Regions from separate parts of the Arabidopsis thaliana genome. Here region 1 is linked to region 2. A link is a contact called in public capture Hi-C data. All regions are on one chromosome and are shown on one strand. The core of a region is the stretch at or near the end of the contact, and the rest is flanking DNA. Distances in the headings are between cores, read along the strand shown.

Region 1 (2,700 bases), core at 175-2,674, 96 kb after region 2:
ATTGTTAAACAGTAGAGAAGTGACACTGAGACATATCTGAGAAAAGCCTGAACTCAACTCCTACTTCTGGTTTGATTTCTTGGGATTCGTTCTCTTTCATTTACTTACCTCTCCATCTATACACCAACATATATATATATATATTGGTATGTTAATTCTCCAAAAAAAAAAAAAACTATTTTAGGAGCAAAACTTTTTCACAGTTATTCATTTTTTAAGTTAACTTAACTTCTCTTCTTTGTTTGAAAATTCATTTATCATCAAATAATTCTGTTATAAATTAGACCTGATAATAATTCTTTAACAAAGAAAATATATTTTAGGAGCAAAATAGGCAGAGCCGCAGAGGCATACATGTATTATATATAACGATTATTTATGTATAGAAAGGGACACCTTTTGTACAAAATACTAGTTAAATTTGTACATTCACGTGACTGGTTGGCTAAATTTAGAATATTATTATTTTCAATTAAAAATCATCGTCAATGTTCAAATATTGCTTGAGATACGCTATGCTTCATAAAAATGTTTAAAAAGTAGTTCCAAAAAATATTTTCACCAAAAAAAAAAGTAGTTCCAAAAATATTCATTTAATAACAAAATTTGCCTACATAAGCTTAGCAAACGACACTAACACCAAAATTGATATCATTTTCTTAGATAACATATTGTATACATATCTACATACATACTAAATACATATACACGTAGATTACACGTATGGATTCAGCAATAAAAATCAAAATACTAAATACATATATACATATATATATATATATATGAACATTTAAATACTAAATTATGTTTAATAAATAATTAAATCAACGTAGAGATATGTCATATGAAGATGGCTTGTATAATTAGTTTGTGTACCGGGCAAAGGATCTCTAATTTTTGTTTTCTTTAGTTCAGTTTAATTATTTGTTATCTATCCAATCAATTTTTTTTCTAAACTGTTTGGACCAATGTACGTACGTACCATCCTTTTTGATTTTTTTTGTAAACTAAATTTTCGAATTAGCAGGTTCTTAATAATTGAACGAAGAAAATAAAGAATAGAGGTAGACACCTGTAGTATTTTCTTGGTCAGACCAATAATTTATAATTCAACGTCAAAGAAGAAGAAAAATATAAACCATTATTTCATTATGACTTACGTATACCAAAATACACAAATTAAATGTATAATTGTGAGGCATTTTATATGCGGGAAAAAATAAAATAAAAAGAATATTAATATTTCTTTTGAAAATTGTAAAGCATTTTGACCCACTTGTGATATATATATATATATAGATATATATAGAGAGAGAGATTAAAACATTGATGGCTAGCTATAGAGTCTATGGCAGGGTCATGATCACCTGTCTTCTGATCTCTGAAGAGATACCAATCTGATTTTTTCTCTTCCTAGGTTTAATTTTATTTTACCATTTTATAATTCTTTATTTTTGCCTGTAGTACAATTTACAGACCCATACTAAAAGAAAAATTAAATTTTGTCAAAGTACAAAACAAAGAGAGAGGTGAAGCCACACAATCTCTTTTCTTCTCTCTCTCTCTGTTATATCTCTTCTGTTTAATTCTTTTATTCTTCTTCGTCTATCTTCTCCTATAATCTCTTCTCTCTCCCTCTTCACCTAAAGAATAAGAAGAAAAATAATTCACATCTTTATGCAAACTACTTTCTTGTAGGGTTTTAGGAGCTATCTCTATTGTCTTGGTTCTGATACAAAGTTTTGTAATTTTCATGGTATGAGAAGATTTGCCTTTCTATTTTGTTTATTGGTTCTTTTTAACTTTTTCTTGGAGATGGGTTCTTGTAGATCTTAATGAAACTTCTGTTTTTGTCCCAAAAAGAGTTTTCTTTTTTCTTCTCTTCTTTTTGGGTTTTCAATTCTTGAGAGACATGGCAAGAGATCAGTTCTATGGTCACAATAACCATCATCATCAAGAGCAACAACATCAAATGATTAATCAGATCCAAGGGTTTGATGAGACAAACCAAAACCCAACCGATCATCATCATTACAATCATCAGATCTTTGGCTCAAACTCCAACATGGGTATGATGATAGACTTCTCTAAGCAACAACAGATTAGGATGACAAGTGGTTCGGATCATCATCATCATCATCATCAGACAAGTGGTGGTACTGATCAGAATCAGCTTCTGGAAGATTCTTCATCTGCCATGAGACTATGCAATGTTAATAATGATTTCCCAAGTGAAGTAAATGATGAGAGACCACCACAAAGACCAAGCCAAGGTCTTTCCCTTTCTCTCTCCTCTTCAAATCCTACAAGCATCAGTCTCCAATCTTTCGAACTCAGACCCCAACAACAACAACAACAAGGGTATTCCGGTAATAAATCAACACAACATCAGAATCTCCAACACACGCAGATGATGATGATGATGATGAATAGTCACCACCAAAACAACAACAATAACAATCATCAGCATCATAATCATCATCAGTTTCAGATTGGGAGTTCCAAGTATTTGAGTCCAGCTCAAGAGCTACTGAGTGAGTTTTGCAGTCTTGGAGTAAAGGAAAGCGATGAAGAAGTGATGATGATGAAGCATAAGAAGAAGCAAAAGGGTAAACAACAAGAAGAGTGGGACACAAGTCACCACAGCAACAATGATCAACATGACCAATCTGCGACTACTTCTTCAAAGAAACATGTTCC
Region 2 (2,700 bases), core at 53-2,552:
ACTTTAATTTTGTTGATATATAAGCGATGTTATGAATCACCAGGAATAAATATAATTGGATACAACATTTAGACATATTGTAATAATTCATTTAGAAACAAAATCGAATCCCAGACTGACTGTAAGAAAATAAACATTTGATCAACTATTAAACTAAATGATTTTCATAATCATTACATAGATTTAAAACAGTAAAGAGTTACAAATATTTGGTGATAAATTGGTAACAAATAGTCTATTCATTTGTGTTAATGTTATTGTTGTAACATAATTAAAACCGCATATTACATGTTATTAAAAATAACAAATATACTTTTAATAGATAGTGATATTTAAAAATAAGAAAGAAATCTAGAGTAGTTACAGTAGGGCCTTTTTTATATATTCTAATCCTAATTTACTTTTTTTTTTGTCAAACAATCCTAATTTACTTTATTAAACTAAATGATAAAGTTTAAGAAAAGGTGCAAAAATAATAATTAAAATATTAAAAATAAAATAAAGAAGAAAATATAATTCTTGTGATTTGTGTTAACCTTTCTTTTATTTGTTTGCCAACAATGATTGTAAATTCTAATTAATAAAAAGGAGGCTATGAGGAATATAACCACTTTTGAAAATCTGTTTTTTTCCTCTATAATGAATGATGAGTTAGACTTTTATTAAACAAAGTTGAAATCGCCGACAAAAAACAAACAAAACGTTAAATCTTTCATCAGTTGAGTTAATGTGATATGGAAATTTTTCAAATAGTTTAATGGTCTAAAATGATATTTTAATTATTATATATATCGTCTATAATTCATAATATAGACATAAATCAAATTGAAATCTACATTACGACATAGCTACAACACTAACATTTTTTTATCCAACACTTAAAATTTATTGGAAACGTATATATTTTGTTTTTATTTAATGTAATAATATTTTGTCTTCTTTCACATTTTAAGCAGGTTATATATTGACTATAAATGTTTCACAGATAGATGCATGTTGATACATTTTTCCTTGTATACAAAATACACATTACAGTTAAATAAATTTATTTATTTCTGGCTTACAATTAGAGATATTACTGTGAAGTGTGAACATGCATTAGATGGGAAAGAAATATAAAACAATTTCATTACATAAAATTGGGATCTATTACTAATTAAATGTGGAATAATCTTAATTTTAGTCAAAGTTATAGGGACACATATTTAAATAAAAGTGATATCTTTCTTTTCTAAAAGACAAAATTGAAAAGCAAAATGTCTTCTTCTCCGTTTAGAATAGAACAACAACAAAAAAAAAACTGTCTTTGAATCCAAGTCTCTCTCTTTTGTCACCATCTCTGTTACTTACTAAGAAACTTCTTTTTCTTTAATGGTTTTTTTGCTAAATACCCGTAATATTATTAATTAAAGCATTTTCCTTTTTCTGCTAAATCTTGCTTTGCTCTTTAAGCTCTTGTCATTGTTGTTAATTGTCTCCTGGAGGCTGGAGGCTGGAGATTATTTGGTCTTTTGTGATGACTATAATGTGAGAAATTCTGGGTTTTGCTAGAATTTGAAGAAATCTTTGAGCAAGGAGGAAAAAAGAATGAGACTTTACTTATCTTCAACGATGCAGCTTTCTCTTATGAGTCTTGTTCTAGGGTTCCTCTTTGTTTCCTGTGACGCGTTTGCCTCTAAAGAAGGTATTTTGATTTCTCCATTTTCTCCAATTTTTGGATGCTGAGAAAGTTTAGTCTTTTTAGCCTCTGTCTGTTAACACTTGCTCATTGAGTTGATCTAGAAAGTTAGAAACTTTAGTTTTGTTACTGATCATTTAGAAGTATTTGATGTTTTGCTGTTTTGTATTCAGTTGAAGCAGTTAGAAGATTCAAGGAAGCCATTTATAAGGACCCATTGCTAGTTATGTCTAATTGGAATGTCCCCAATTTGAGTCCTTGTGATTGGAATGGCATTAAATGTTCTCCATCTAAGGATCACATTATCAAGATGTAGGAAACTTTGATCTCTTTCTATCAGTAAAATCAGTTATGTTTAGTATGATGATGATTTGGTATCTGTTTCATGCTGTGAAACTTGCAGAAATATATCGGGGACATCGATGAGAGGGTTTCTTGTGCCAGAACTTGGTCAAATAACCTACTTGCAAGAACTGTATGGTTTTGATTCATATTGACAATACCTGAAGATATAAGTTTGATGATTGGTACTGTTTGTAAATGTTTAGATGACTTTGTTTTTTCTGTGTTGAATGCTTCTTTAGGATCCTGCGTGGGAACATTCTAATGGGGACAATACCAAAGGAGATAGGAAAGTTAAAGAAACTCAAGATCTTAGACCTGGGAAACAATCATTTGACAGGACCGATTCCAGCAGAGATCGGGAAATTGTCAAGGATTAAGACAATGTAAGAAAATCTTTAAGAGAATGTCATCTATCCGATAATGTGCTGAGATAACCATTTTGTGTCTCTTTAACACCACAGAAACCTTCAGTCCAATGGTTTAATAGGAAAGTTACCTCCAGAGATTGGAAACTTGAAGCACCTTAAAGAACTTCTTATTGGCAGGAATAGGCTTCGAGGAAGTATTCCTATTGCCGCGAAAACATCAAAAAAGTGAGTTTAGCTAATAGTCCAAGGTAGCATAAGATGGAAACTTAATGTTTATGATTGAAATGTTAATGTATCTTCTTTTTGTGT

Evidence for each region. Capture Hi-C pulls out chosen DNA fragments and counts their contacts.
Region 1: a contact with region 2 is called in a capture Hi-C map of seedling, with 1.7 times the contacts expected there. The contact joins the promoter of BEL1 here to the promoter of AT5G41180 in region 2. A contact is called at or near these places in 1 of 26 Hi-C or Micro-C datasets (rosette leaf) and 1 of 3 other capture datasets (seedling).

What each region holds. Positions count from the first base shown.
Region 1 is chr5:16,578,512-16,581,211 of TAIR10.1, forward strand. It overlaps BEL1 (POX (plant homeobox) family protein), which reads left to right and starts at 1,425. Exons shown (of 4, transcript NM_123506.3): 1 at 1,425-2,700. The coding sequence starts at 1,913.
Region 2 is chr5:16,482,458-16,485,157 of TAIR10.1, forward strand. It overlaps AT5G41180 (leucine-rich repeat transmembrane protein kinase family protein), which reads left to right and starts at 1,303. Exons shown (of 13, transcript NM_123483.3): 1 at 1,303-1,684; 2 at 1,852-1,990; 3 at 2,082-2,153; 4 at 2,263-2,406; 5 at 2,485-2,616. The coding sequence starts at 1,588.